Regions from separate parts of the Mus musculus genome. Here all the other regions are linked to region 2. The links are chromatin contacts, called in public HiChIP or PLAC-seq and promoter capture Hi-C maps. All regions are on one chromosome and are shown on one strand. The core of a region is the stretch at or near the end of the contact, and the rest is flanking DNA. Distances in the headings are between cores, read along the strand shown.

What was found. Promoter capture Hi-C pulls out the DNA fragments that hold promoters and counts their contacts. HiChIP or PLAC-seq counts read pairs in DNA pulled down with a chosen protein or histone mark. Capture Hi-C pulls out chosen DNA fragments and counts their contacts.
Region 1: a contact with region 2 is called in an H3K4me3 HiChIP or PLAC-seq map of craniofacial prominence, with 3 times the contacts expected there. The contact joins the enhancer-like site here to the promoter of Ttll12 in region 2. A contact is called at or near these places in 6 of 484 Hi-C or Micro-C datasets (Sertoli cells, cranial neural crest, embryonic retina and 2 more) and 8 of 115 datasets of contacts at active chromatin or transcription factors (craniofacial prominence, embryonic forebrain, embryonic hindbrain and 5 more).
Region 3: a promoter capture Hi-C map of hematopoietic stem and progenitor cells shows a contact between it and region 2. The contact joins the promoter of 1700001L05Rik here to the promoter of Ttll12 in region 2. A contact is called at or near these places in 20 of 39 promoter capture datasets (the 3T3-L1 cell line, 3T3-L1-derived adipocytes, the C10 cell line and 12 more), 8 of 484 Hi-C or Micro-C datasets (the C2C12 cell line, CD4 T cells, CD8 T cells and 5 more), 6 of 115 datasets of contacts at active chromatin or transcription factors (the NIH/3T3 cell line, bone marrow-derived macrophages, embryonic stem cells and 2 more) and 2 of 9 other capture datasets (adipose tissue and liver).
Region 4: a contact with region 2 is called in a promoter capture Hi-C map of pancreatic islet. The contact joins the promoter of Pacsin2 here to the promoter of Ttll12 in region 2. A contact is called at or near these places in 2 of 39 promoter capture datasets (3T3-L1-derived adipocytes and pre-B cells), 2 of 484 Hi-C or Micro-C datasets (CD8 T cells and olfactory sensory neurons), 2 of 115 datasets of contacts at active chromatin or transcription factors (memory CD8 T cells and microglia) and 3 of 9 other capture datasets (adipose tissue, liver and pancreatic islet).
Region 5: a contact with region 2 is called in an HNF4G HiChIP or PLAC-seq map of pancreatic cancer cells. The contact joins the enhancer-like site here to the promoter of Ttll12 in region 2. A contact is called at or near these places in 2 of 484 Hi-C or Micro-C datasets (Sertoli cells and nephron progenitors), 1 of 115 datasets of contacts at active chromatin or transcription factors (pancreatic cancer cells) and 2 of 9 other capture datasets (adipose tissue and liver).

Annotation. Positions count from the first base shown.
Region 1 is chr15:83,739,983-83,742,682 of GRCm38.p6, forward strand. No RefSeq gene overlaps it. Among named protein-coding and RNA genes, the nearest start is that of Gm33324, 16 kb to the right of the region's middle. Within about 2 kb of position 1,254, at least 25 of the 459 cell types and tissues checked have an H3K27ac peak or open chromatin away from gene starts, as enhancers often do. A contact at or near this core is called in craniofacial prominence and embryonic limb bud, where this site is marked.
Region 2 is chr15:83,593,803-83,596,502 of GRCm38.p6, forward strand. Ttll12 (tubulin tyrosine ligase-like family, member 12) reads right to left here and starts at 1,355. Exons shown (of 14, transcript NM_183017.2): 1 at 1,147-1,355. The coding sequence starts at 1,308. Gm52182 (a long non-coding RNA gene) reads left to right here. Exons shown (of 2, transcript XR_003951515.1): 2 at 535-1,644.
Region 3 is chr15:83,365,916-83,368,615 of GRCm38.p6, forward strand. It overlaps 1700001L05Rik (RIKEN cDNA 1700001L05 gene), which reads right to left and starts at 1,382. Exons shown (of 4, transcript NR_027980.1): 1 at 1,075-1,382.
Region 4 is chr15:83,463,302-83,466,001 of GRCm38.p6, forward strand. Pacsin2 (protein kinase C and casein kinase substrate in neurons 2) reads right to left here and starts at 1,305. Exons shown (of 11, transcript NM_001159509.1): 1 at 1,158-1,305.
Region 5 is chr15:83,409,113-83,411,812 of GRCm38.p6, forward strand. The region is part of intron 1 of Pacsin2 (protein kinase C and casein kinase substrate in neurons 2); the gene reads right to left. Among named protein-coding and RNA genes, the nearest start is that of Gm41368, 25 kb to the left of the region's middle. Within about 2 kb of position 1,434, at least 101 of the 459 cell types and tissues checked have an H3K27ac peak or open chromatin away from gene starts, as enhancers often do. A contact at or near this core is called in Sertoli cells, adipose tissue, liver and 1 more, where this site is marked.

The DNA.
Region 1 (2,700 bases), core at 4-2,503, 150 kb after region 2:
TCTTTCTTTCTTTCTTTCTCCCTTTCTTTCTTTCTTTCTTTCTTTCTTTCTTTCTTTCTCCCTTCCTTCCTTTCTTTCTTTCTTTCTTTCTTTCTTTCTTTCTTTCTTTCTTTCTTTCTTTCTCCCTTTCTTTCTTTCTCCATTTCTTTCTCTCTTTTTTCTTTTTTTCTTTCTTTCTTTCTCCCTTTCTTTCTTTCTTTCTTTCTTTCTTTCTTCTTTCTTTCTTTCTTTCTTTCTCCCTTTCTTTCTTTCTTTCTTTCTTTCTTTCTTTCTCTCTTTCTTTCTTTCTTTCTCTCTTTCTTTCTCCATTTCTTTCTTTCTCTCTCTCTCTCTCTCTCTCTCTTTCTTTCTTTCTTTCTTTCTTTCTTTCTTTCTTTCTTCCTTCTTTCTTCCCCCCCCTCCTGTTTGTTTTTGTTTGTTTCTTGCCAATGCTGGGCCTAGAAACTCTTGGGTATGACAGGCAAATGTTCTACCACTGAGATGCATCCCAGCCCCAGCCCCAGCCCCAGCCCCAGCCCTTGGCATTTGAGACATGGTATTGCTTATGTAGACCAGGCTAGCCTTGGGCACACATCCTTCCTGTCCCATCCAGCCTCCCTAGAGCTAGGATCAAGGTGTACCCCACTACCCTATCTGGTAGTGAAGATGTTTTCAAGTATTGAATAAGGTCTGAAGCCTCATTGCTCAGTCAGTTTAAAGCTCCACACCGCTCTTCATCCACAGAGAATTGCTCCGTGTTCCCAAAGCGTCAGGATAGCCCCTCTAAGGCTTTATTTGGACTCTAAATGGTCGATTTCCAGGCAAAGCAGAGAGCGAGAGATCACATTTCCCCCAGCGTTTCCCAGCCCTGCTGTTCATCATCTAGGGACACTGTTGCATCTTTGCGTGGAAAGTCTGTTTTTCTTCCCTCCATCACCTTTAAGACCAGCGAGCTCGTGAGCACTTAACCCTCATCTCTCTTTCCCCAATGATGTTTTCGTCCCTGGCGAGGCCTCCGAGTTCTCTCCCCAGCTCAGAAAGACATTTCCAAGACTATAAATAAGTTCACCTATGTTTTCTTTGAGAACTTTTATGGTTCATTTTTTTTTTTGTTGTTTGTTTAAATGTTGGCTCCATCTGGAATCTATTTGGGTATAAGGGGTGAGGTAGGGATTCAGTTTTATTCTTTCCAGCTGGCTGACTTCCAGTTATCTCGGTGCTTTGCTTTGAACAATGCATTTTCCTCTCCGATAGGAAACACCCACCCGCTCCCATTTCCATGCTGTTTCTGCAGCGCTCCTGCCCGCCTCTGCATGGCCCGAGCTGGCTCCTTTTCCAGTGCAACAGTACTTTTATAAAGGCTGTACCTCCCCAGCCCCTGAACATCTGGTAAAGCCAGCGCTCCTTCCTTACTTCTGTGTCCCCTTACGCTTTCCCTCGCTGGTCTCTTGTGTTTATTTTTCCAGATGAAATTTGGTATCATTTTTGTCAAGTTCCAAAAAATAAAAGAAAATAAAACCCTTGTTGGTTTAAGGGCTTTCCTTACCAGGCAAGCTGCAGAGGTTAACCCCCTGCTCTTAGTCTGGTTGTCAATCTCTCCCCATCCCCCAGTCTGTGGCACTGAAAGGTCATTCTATGTCCCTTAAAAAGTGTATCTTTGGTGATTTGAAAGCTCTACTGACTCCCCACTTAGAGTTTTCCTAATCTTCCCCGGGTTTATTTGTTTTATGAATAATCTTTGTTCAGCATGCGTGATAGATGGGAAGAATGCATTCAAATTGATTTCTTCCCCCCTCCCCCCGCCGTTTATTTATTTATCCTGGGGGAAGTGCGCGCCACGGCTCACAAGTAGAGGTCAGGGGACAGGTTGTGGGAATCAGTTTTCTCATTCCACCATGTGGCCACAGGATTTGAACTCGGGTTGTCAGTCTTGGCCGCAAACACCTTTACCCACCGAGCCATCTCTCTAGCCCTCAAATTGATTTTTTATTTGGAGCTCCATAGTCTTTGCCCCAGGCTGACAACTGTTACCTCCAGTTCTGCTCTGTCCAGCAGATGCCTTCTCTGTTGTCTCAAGGAAGACATTGTCACCTCTTTCAACACCCAAGAGTTCTGATTGCTCCTGTTTCCCAAAATATGCTCTGGATTTTATCGCCCTTTTTATTTCTTCAAACAAGTATGACTTGTGTAGCCTCACAGGAGCCCTGTGAAGAGGGAAGGAAATGTCTGCTTGGGCTGGGACAGCCAGGATGGCCTGACCCCATTAGGCCAGTTGCCAGGGGACAAGGAGGCCACTAGGAGTCAACTCCTCACAGGAGAACTAAATTTCTTCCATGGTGACTGCCTGTCTGTTTCCCTGTCTGCCTATATCCTTGTCTCCCTGTCTGCCTGTCTGTCTGTCTGTCTGCTGTCTGTCTTCTGTCTGTCTACCTATCTCCCTGTCTGCCTATATCCTTGTCTCTCTGTCTGCCTGTCTGCCTATCTCCCTGTCTGTTCTTTGCCAGTCTCCCTGTTAGCCTGTCTCCCTGTCTGCTGTTTGGCTGTCTCCCTGTCTGCTTGTCTTCCTGTCTGCCTGTCTCCTTGTCTCCTTGTCTCGTCTCCCTGTCTCCCTGTCTCCCTGTCTCCCTGTCTCCCTGTCTCCCTGTCTCCTTTTGTCACTGTAGGCTCCTGGACAAATCCTTCAACACTTCAGGTAACAGTCATCAACACAAATTTCTGGCT
Region 2 (2,700 bases), core at 105-2,604:
GCGGAGGAGGGCCCAACACCACGTGAGCAGAGAACTTAGTGACAGGGAGTAAGTAACCCTCTGTAAGGAGGTGCCACTGACAGATGAGCCTCGACCAATGATGTAGTAATATCTGATAATCAGACTGAAGTAGAGAAATCACTTAATACTCCACCTACCAAACCGGTCACTACAGCTGCTTGCCCTGGGGCTGACGGCCAGTTATAACCTCACGGTATTGCCCAGGACCATCAACAATGTAACACTAGCACAAGGCTGGCTCCTCCTCTTTTACTGTCCCACAGGGCTAAGGATTGAGGCGCCTCCCAACCGCCAGCATGCTATAGTGAGCTGCAGTACAGCCCTACGTATAGGCTTAACCAGGAAATATCTGGCCCATACACAGTGTGGAACTAGATCAAAGAGGGTAAGCCTACCCCATTGAGAGGCACCGGGGAATCCTAGCTTTTGGACTCTCCCAGTCACCTGAAGGCTTAGTGGGTCTCAGATAGGAGGTGGTGTCCTGTGAAAAACCAAGCTCTTGCTTCGCAAAAGACCCTCCGCCCAGCCTAGCAGCTGCTGTCTTCATCACCCAAACCCTGTTCTCCGACGGAAGAAGCCGGGCACCCCGTGGAAGCCTAGCTCAGGTGAAGGATGGAGCCATTCTCTCAAAAGATGGGGGAGACCTTCTAAACCCTCTCTTAGCGTCGTCTCCATGTCTCAGGGCCTCCATTCTCTTTAGTGTACAAAGGGAGACCTGCTACTCACGCCGTGGGAAACAACTCCACAGAGTTCTACGGACTAAGCAGAGCTGCACAGAGCTGACTGAAATGATGCCGGTGTAGCTTGAATCTAACAGGAGCTCCTGCATCCGCCGGAGCCTCAGTTTCCTCATCCGTAAGTGGAGTCGCGAGTTCTACTCTTAATATATCAACCGAGGCGTTGGGATGCTGCGAGCCAAGCGCATGCCGGTTTGCAGGTCCCTGCGCATCCTCGGCGGGCCCATAACCCTGCAGGATGGCGGCACAGGCGCATCTCTCGGCCTGTACCCTTCTGACTCCCAGGTACATCCTGCTCCTGAACTTATAAGTGGCTCCCCTTCAGAGCTGCTGAGCTGTGCTCCCCACTCGACCGCATAGCCTGCCCGCAGCCCGTGCCATCTCGTACCTCGTGCTCCAGCTTGTGCAGAAGGCGGCCCCATAGTCGCTCTGGGACTCCCGAGGCGCGCAGCGTAGGGCCGTGCAGCGACACGAACTCGTCCAGCAGCCGCGCGTTCAGCCTCTCGGCGCGGCCGGGACTGCCAGGCTGCGGCCCGGACTGGATCTCCATAGTGCTCGGAAGAGCACGGCGCCGCCCACCGCAGGATTTAAGCGGACGGCGCGCACGCGCCTGCGTCCTGGGTTGCGAGGTTCCAAGAGTGCGCACGCGCGCTGGGGGCGTGTCTTCTCCATTCATCCCAGGACTGCCGCGAGGGATTCTGGGAACGCTGCTTAGAAGCCCCAGAGAGTCAGAATCAGGAGAGATTGTCCTCAAGGAGCCGGTGAAGCTGAGATGGGGAGGGGGTCGGGAAGAGGCAGAAGGTGCTCCCCCTTGCGCTGGTTGCAATCTTGTTTCGCCTGAATTTTTTTTTTAATTTTAGTTTAAAATTTTTATTTTTTTATTTTACGTGTGTGAGTGCTTTTATTTTACGTGTATGAGTGTGTATGTAAGTGCATATATGGCTCATGAAGGTTAGGAGACTGCGTCAGGTCCCTTGGAACTGGAATTACACATGGGGTGCTGGGATCCAAACCGGGTCATCTGCAAGAGCAGTTAACTACTAAGCCATTTTCCCAGACTTGTTTTGTTTTATTTTGTTTTGGTGTGTGTGTGTGTGTGTGTGTTTGTGTGTGTGTCACAGCGCACTTGTGGAAAGCAAAGAACAAAACATTGTAGAGTCTGTTCTCTTTCCATTTTTATCAAACGCAAGTCATTAAGATTGCATGGCAAATGCTTTACCACTGAGCCATTTGCTAGGGCTTGGTTATCATCATCATATTGCCACAGGGTCACATTCAGCTCAGACTAATCTGACCAAGAAACTCACTTTGTTTCGAAGGCTGGCCTTGAACCCTTCCTCCCTCCACCTGTCAAGCATTGGGAGACACCAGCGTGTGGGGATCCTAGTTATATCTCAAAGGTGGACAGATCTTTCTAGGGATTGGAGGAGCCTTCTCAGTCCTTGGAATGCCTTGTTGAATTCAAAGGTTGTGATAACTTGGTGTGCCATCAAAAGGGTTATTCCACAAGTGCAGAGATCAGCTTGCCTCTGCCTCCCAAGTGTTGGGATTAAAGGCATAAGTTACCACCTCCAGCCGCTTTCTTGCTTCCTGTCTATCGAGGAAAAGAGAGCCCTAAATTCAGAGAAAGACTCTGTCTCAAGAAATTAAGCAGAGAAAGGCAGATGAGGATACCCAATATCTTCTTTTAGCCTCCACTTGCACATGGCACACTCCCTCCCTGTATGCATGGACTCATATACCCACAAGCCCTCAACAATCAATCAATGACTGCATGGATCATTTCATCATATAATTTGCTAGATGGAGATGAGATAGAGGGTAGTTTAAAATTTTTTTCAATAGATGTATGTGATGGTTTGAATATCCTTGCATAAGAGAGAGAAACTGTGAGGACGGGGCTGGGTGATTTTGGGAAGTTCGCCAAGCAGCTTCCAGCCAG
Region 3 (2,700 bases), core at 132-2,631, 230 kb before region 2:
CCAGGCACACAGATATACATGCAGGCAAACCACCTAACACACCTAAAATAAAAAATTTTTAAATTGTAATATAAGCCCTCTGTGGTCAGGTACTTGCTTAGCATGTTTGAGGCTGTGGCTTTGCACTGATGAGGGCTTACTCATGGGGCCTAGGGAGAGTTATCAATATAATTACTGTATTAGCAACACTCTATTGTATATGTAATGTGCAGTGAAGAGAACTTAGGTCTGTAAGCTATATCCTACTCTACTTGCCTCTAAACCTTCAGTAAGAAACCTAACACATAAATGAATGCTGACCAGGATGGTACCCAGCGGGTACACTGTCCCTTACAATGCACTGGGCAGTGGCTGTAGCTCACAGGACAGACCCTTGGGTATGATTCTTCTCTGCACTGACCATTTGCCCAATCATCCTCCACCTTTTGTGCAATCTCTTTTACCAAGGTAGTCTATGTGACCAGTAAAATGTGGAAAAAAGACAACATACAATTTTCAAGATTAGGTTATAAAAGGCACTATGGTAAACTGGGTGGTGGTGGCACACAGAGCCAGGCAGAGCGCTTTGAGTTCCAAGACCAGCCTGGTCTATACAGTGAGATCCGGGACAGTTAGGGTTACACAGACAAAATGTCTCAAATAAATAAATAAATAAATAAATAAATAAATAAATAAGGGGAAGCTCCATGGAAACAGCATGGTGGCACACACCAAAAATCCCAGCACTTGAGAGGCTGAGGCCGGAAGATTGGTAGTTTAAGGCCAGCGGGTCACTTCTAAATAATCATGATTCGAGGACCCTCGGAGAGTCCTGTGGAGAAAAGTGACAAGGGTGCGGCACTAGCTCAACAGCTAGAGGGGGACGCGACCAGGCGTGCCAGTTAAGTGAGGTGCTGTTAACTTTTCCTGGGGAGACGCCACCAAACCCCAAAAAACCCCTGGGGGACACGAACCACAGCCCAAAGCGCGATTTCACAGAAGTCTCTACAACTCGGCGAGACAGAAGTCTCTACAACTCGGCGAGACCCGTGAGGGTACTGGACGTGTACGGAGCACCAGTGACGGGTTACTCACGGGCGAGGGCGAGCAGTGCTCCAAGTCACTCAGAACCCGCGTGGGCGAATACGACCGTTGACCAACCGGGCGCCTTCTCCTCCTCCTCCCACGTCCATTGCCGGGTTCCGGGCTCGCCAGGCGGCCTCTATGTGGTTGCTAAGCACGAAGCGCAGGCGGTAGAAGATGGCCAGTATGTCCTGATTGCCAAGGTTCCCCATGGCCACCTGACGATCCAGAGGCATGGCGCCCGGACCGAGCAGGACCTCCTGAGATTAACTGTTACCGCCGCCGCCTCAGAGACCAACTGCCGTGGGCGCGCGCTCACAGCGCGTGGAAGTAAGCTCCGCCCCCAACGCCCCGCCCCCCAGCCCCGCCCACACCCAGCGCCCCAGCCACTCTTCTTCTGCCTCTCGCGCAGGCCGCTCTGGCCCTGCCCCCTCAAGCCCCGCCTCCTGCTCGTCGCCCACGTGCCGCTCGTTCTGTTCCCGCCCTTACTGCCCTCACTGCCCTCACGTGCGCAGACGCCAAGTGCTCAGGTGCGCCTGCGCCTCTACAGAAAGCGAAGGGGTGGCCAAAGCAGGACTTTACCCTCACGCTGTACTGTCACTGGTCCTGTTTTATTCTCCGCTAAAGCCAAACCCTGAATCTGTGGTAGAAAATTATTATTATTATTGTTATTATTTTTTGTAGAAAATTTTGGTTTTGGTTACTGGAGAGACCGCTCAGTAATTAAGAGCGCTGAGTGTTCTTCAAGAGGACCCAAAGTTGGATTGTCAACATTGACAACCTCAGTTGGAGGGGGACTTCACACCCTCTTCTGGCCTCCACACACAGGCAATAGGCACTATAGGCTCGTGGTACAGATATACATAAATACAGGCAAAGCACAGTAACAGGAAATAAAAATCATATATACATATACATAAACATACACACACACATATATATATATGGAGAGAGAGAGAGAGAGAGAGATGGGGGTCGTATGTAATCCAATTTAGCATCGAACTCATGTAGTTGAGGATGAAGCTGACTTTTTGATCCTTCTGCCTCCATAAACCGAGTGTTGGAAGGACAGACATGCATCACCACCGTGTTTCTGCTCGGATGGAAGGGTATCCTGGGACTTGGAAGCCCAGGAATCACAGCTACTCCTGAGCAAGGGGGAGGGGGCTTCTCTGGAATGTGGCTGATATGTCCAATGAGATATTAACTATGAATATCTGTGTATATGCTTGTGGTCATCTGAGAGTCCTGGAGCTGGTGACCCTCTGGAAGAGCCTTAGACTATCTTAAGTAATGAGCCATCTTTCCAGCACCCCACGAGCTTAGCTAGCACCTGGGCTCCACCCCAAGCTTACAGGACACCAGTAACTGGAAGGCTGAAACTCCAAGCAGGTGCCTCTTTTAGAAGGGTGTGGGGTAGCTGGAAGGCTGAAACTCCAAGCAGGTGCCTCTTTTAGAAGGGTGTGGGGTAGCTGGAGAACCTGGCCTCAGGTAGGGTGCAGCTGTAGAAGAAGAGGTTTGAGAGTCAAGTTCAGCTGGCTGCTTGCCAGCTCCCTGGCTTTCAGCATTTTCTTCTCCAGGGGTGCCCTTTGCGCCTCTGCACTGTTTTGTTAACTCTTTTCTTTTTTCTTTTCTTTT
Region 4 (2,700 bases), core at 55-2,554, 130 kb before region 2:
ATATCCATCAGCCCAATGATCAGTTTCTTTAAAGCCTCTAAACTGCACACATCACACAAGTTTTTCATGTAGTGGCCTCACGGCTAAAGTAGCATAGCTTCACCAAGGAGACTGCCAAACTCTACAGTTCAGTGTAAATGCACAGACTAGAGTGTTCCAGGAAAGTCAGGAGAACCCCCAACTACGCTAACTCTCAAATCCGGACTTCTGTGGAAAAGTGAATCTGAGCGCCCAGGGACGGAAGAGGGAGGCTAACACAGAACCCAGTTCACCTGGCTGATCCCTTCACCAGGGGCTCCAAGCTGACAATCCCAGAGGTGCAAGACCAGAACTTAAGCAAAGTGGAAAACCTGCAGGGGGTAGGAAGGTGTGAGCTCACGTCCACAACTCGGGATTAAATAGATTTACATCAGGACAGTGCAGAAGTGTTTTTGCTAAACCGCTAATGAGTAGCCCTGGAGACTGTCAGCAACCTACTCCCCCTTCATCACTAAACCTAAGGACAGCTGCGGTCAAGGGAAGCCGACAAGGGCCAGGGATGGTGCACACAGCCCGGACCAAAACTATCTTCCCTCAAGGGGCCAACAAGAACGCAGCACCCCTGGGGCGTGTCTACTTCCAGGTCTAACCTCTAAGGCCTTGAGATCCCTAGCCAGCTCCTCTGGATCCACTCCTGGAAAAAAAGAAAAGTGGACCTTCTCAGAGGGGGTCCGCAAGCCTGGGGTCTTTGGGAAGAGAAGAGAACGCGGCTCTAGAGCCCCCACGGGAGGTAGGAGGGAATTGACGATTCGGATCCACTGAGTCTCGAAAACTATGAAAGTCAAAAAGGACAGCATGCAGCCTTTCCTGTCTCGCCTCACACCCCTAGTTCGTGTTCACCGGTCAGGCTTGGCTCTCACCACGGCGGTCACAGAGTGTGGGGAGGACGGAAATGGAAGGCAAGAGTCTGCAAAGCGCCCCATGAGTGCGTCCGCGTGGGACTCGTCCGCTCCGGCCGCCCTTCGGGCCTCCCGGGCTCCGCCCGCCGGCGCGTGGCCCCCCGCGCGCGGACTAGAAGTTTCGAGCGGCGCGGCCCCGCGCGCTCGGCCCCAGCGCGGCCTGACAGGGGTAGGCGCGGCCACCGACCCGTGTCCCAACCGTCGCGGCGCACCCCTCACCTCGGCCGCCGTTCGCCTCGGGTCCCACTGAGCACGCCGCCCCGGCCGGGCTGCGACTCCGACCCCTTCCCGTTCCGCTCCAACCGAGCTCCCCGGCCCTGCCCAGACCCGCCGCAGCCGCTTCTGCCGCCAGCCGCGACCGCGCCGCCCCCGCCGCGCCCGCTGTGCTCGCCCTATTGGTTGCCTGCATCCAGACCCCGCCCTTCGGCCCAGCGGCGCTCCAGATTGGATAGTCTAAAGCGGAGGCGGCACGCCCCCCCAGAAGCTAAAGGAACTACCTTGGGCTAGCATTAGCGGCCTTTCCTGTCAGTCAAACGAGGAGCTACTACTTAAGCCGCTGAGAGGCCAACACGGGTCACTCCCTGGGAGACGCCCAAAGGACCGGGACTAAAGGACTTTTTTTTAAAGTGGGCCAGAGTTTTGTGGTTTCCCTAGCACCCAGAACAACTGCGGTCCCTGATCTATAATTCAGATAAGGTGGACTTTGAGAAAGTTTCCTCGGATCTGGAGAAATTGCTACTTTTCTAGAGGACCCGGATTCCATTCCAAGTACCTAGTACGTAGAGGCTTACCCTGATCTGAAATTCCAGTTGGAGGGTTATCTGTCTGACGCCCTCTTCTGGCCTTTGTTGGTACCAGGCACGCACGAGGTACAGACATGCTAACACTCATACACACAATTTTTTTTTTTTTTTAAAGAAAGTTTCCTCCAAGCCAGGGATGGTGGCGCACGCGTTTAATCCCAGCACTCAGGAGGCAGAGGCAGGTGGATCTCTGCGTTCATGGCCACTGTGGTCTACATAGTGTGTTACAGGCTAACCAAAAACACAAAAAAGAAGAGGAAGTGGGGTGGAGAGACTTCCCTCCAGAGGATGCCGATATGGCCATCAGAGCACCAGACAATATACAGACTTTCTGCTTCTCACATAGCGCTGCCAGATAGGAGGTTGGCCCTATGAGCAAAGAGAAATAATGAGCCAAAACGGCTAATACCTCGCTGAGCACTACCTCACACAGTCCCGGCCAGGAGGACAGTAAGCGATGCGTGGGTGAGGGTCTGAGAAACTGACAGCAGGTAACTTTCTGGGAACTGTATGGAGTAAAGAGTAAATGGTGGCAGACAGTGGCTAGTGTCTGTAATCCCAGTACTCAAGAGGCGGATACAGGAGAATGGCTGAGAGCTCCAGGCAGCCTACGCAACCGAGTAATTGGAAGAAAGAAAGAAAAAAAGGTAAGGTCAGCCTGGAATATATAGTAAGACCCTGCCTCAACCTCCCTGCAAACAAAACAAAACAGAAAAGGCAGATGTAGTAGGTAGCACTTGGAAGGTAGAACAGGAGGGTCAGGAGTTCAAGGTCATCCCCAGCTACACAGGAAGTCCAGTTTTCAGGCTGGACATAGTGGTACCTGCCTGTAATCTCAGCATTTAGGAGGTAGAGGCAGAAAGATCAGGAATTCACAGTCATCCTCAACTGCATAGAGAGTTCAGGTCAGCCTAAGCTATATGAGACCTTGCCCCTCCCCCACCCAGAAAATATAAAAT
Region 5 (2,700 bases), core at 184-2,683, 180 kb before region 2:
CCTTCCTGAGGCCTACAGGCTACTGCAGAAAGCACGGGGGTCCGAGAACTGTGCTTGCCTGTCTTCCCTGAAAGATGAGAGGAAGCTCTCCTCTGAAATCCCTGCCAAGCACTAGCCGCAGAGGGCAGCAGTGGTACACACACGGCCTTCCCAGGCCACTTTCTGTCCCATGGGTACACAAGCTTCTTTCTTACTCATTACCTGCACAGAATATTCTTCAGTCCCTAGGAAATGTCTGCCTCTTCCGAGTCACTGTGCAGCCCCAGGGTGAGGTGGGCAGCCAGCAGTCTTTAAATAAGTGTACACAGTTAGTCATTCATTCCACAAACATCTCCCACATACTAGCAACTGTCCTAAACTGCTAACAGTCTCTGTCCTCCTGGAGTTGATATTCTCCCTAGGATACCCTGCCATGCAGCTAAGTGACAGAGCCACACAGTGTGCTAAATTCTAGGACAGAGGAAATATAGGTGCTAGGGAAAGAAGTGTGAGGGACAGGGACTTGGTGAGATCAAGTATGTCCTCAGAAGACTCCAAAAGACGGGAAGTAGGGACAGGTACCTCTCAGTAAAGGGACAGGAGAGTGACGGGCCTGCTATGTACTAGGCTCAGGGAGGTCAGCACCAAAAGCTGCAGAGGGACCAATGGGATCTCACCTACAGGATGCACAGTAACTTGGACTGGACCTCTGCACTTAGCTTTTCAGAACTAAAACCACGCAGTAAGACATGCTATTTAAAACCAAGCATGGGGCACTTAAGAGCATTTACTGCTCTTGCAGGTGATGCCAGTTTGGTTCCCAGGATCCACGTCAGACAGCTCACAACCATCTGAACACCTAGCTCCAGGGGAATCCGATGTGTCTGGCCTCTTTGGGCACCTGTGCCTCATACACATGTCCCCTTTCACTCACACATACACTCACATAATTAAAAGTAAATCTTAAAAAAAAAAAAAACAAAGCCCAAGCTTGTATATTTTGTATCTGTCCTTAGCTCTGCACATTATCCAACCTCAATGTGAGAAGTTACCATCTATCCTGGGACCTGTTTCAGCTGCAAGTTTACCCTATGGATAAGCTCAGCCAGGAGAGCTAAGAGTTCACTGTGGGACTGTTCAGAAAAAAAAAAAACAACCCTGAAAACTCAGAGCTACTTTGGTGTCCATCAAATGCTGATACTGTAGCGGGGAGAAGTGACTCAGAGGCGTGAGTCTGGCACCAGGGAGGCTGAGGAAGTAGAACCGACAAGGTCAGCTTTCCCAACAGTAAACTCCTGTCTGAGAAAGGAAAGAAAGATGAGAAGAGACTTAAAAGGAGAAGAGGAAATACACTTGAAGCATGGGGCACCAGGCAGCCAGGACAAGGGCTGTGCAGAGATGGAACACAGGCAGCTGCGGGGCAGCATCATACGTGTCCTGCTGGACGGCAGCAACTGTGACCTCTCAAAGCTCATGGCTACACAGTCCTCACTCAGTCACATGTGCCCCTGGCATGGGGAGACTCTACTGTTAACAGCCTCCTGAGCTATTTGAAATGTCATCCAACCACACAGAATGCTTTTGAAAGAAATACCAAACCGGCAAAGACATTTTGTTTCCTGAATGATGCCATGTTGGGATGAAGGGTGGTCCCACATGGCCACATCCCAGGACAAGCCTCCCAGCTTCGAGAGAAATCAGCCCAGTGACCATGCATGCCCCTCCATGGCCTCCACAGCTCCAGCTCTGCTCGCTTCCCACCAAACTGTCAGTCCCCAAGCCTCGCCCTCCCACCCCACCCCCAGAGCACACAGCTCTGACCAAGTGGGTACTCTACTGCCACTGCACTGTAGGTACAGCCAGTTCACGCCTCCTGTCTGCCATGCCCTTCCTGCACTACAGACCTGGGTGAGGCAGGCAGTATCCTAGCCTCAAACTCCCACTCAAAACCACTTTCAATGTCTAACACCTTTTTGTATTTTGTCTGTCTGTCTGCCTGCCTGCCTATCAACAGGGTCTCTCTACATAGCCCTAGCTCTCCTGAAACTCTGTAGATTAGGTTAGCCTCAAACTCACAGAGTTCCATCTACCTCTGCTTCCTGAGTGTTAGGATTAAAGGCTACACCACCACACCACAAATGGGAACTCCGAGGGCGTGGGTCTGTATCACTGCCCTCTTTTCTTCACGGCCTTCTCTGTAGCATCCACGTTTCTTTGGATACCTCACTCTGCTAAAACTTGTCAGACATTTTAGGGGGGGGGGCTGAAGTCTGAGTGACTTTGAATCAGGGAGATGAGATCCACAGAAGGAAACTATTTGAAGAGGTTTTAACTCCAGTGGCTAAAATTACTTTATCAATACACCTGTCCCCTTCCCATTTTATTCTATGTTCTTTTCTTCAAGTCCTTCTAAAGGCTGAAAGAGAGCCCAGCACTACCATATTCATCACAAGTGGGTTCAGCGGCTCAACAACAATGAAAAGCTCAGGCTCTGCTCCCTCCAACCACACAGGCACCCTCCAGCCCAGCTGAGGCCCTCTGCTGCCAGCTTCAGTGTGTGTCCACTCAGTCCCTTAGGAAGAAGGACAGGGGTCCTGCATCTCTTGAGCACACAAACCACCTGGTTCAGGCCTGAGCTAACACATGGCCTCACACCATTGGTTAAGAAGAAACATGTGTTTCAACTCAGCTACCTGGCACAACCTATTTTGCTTCCAATGA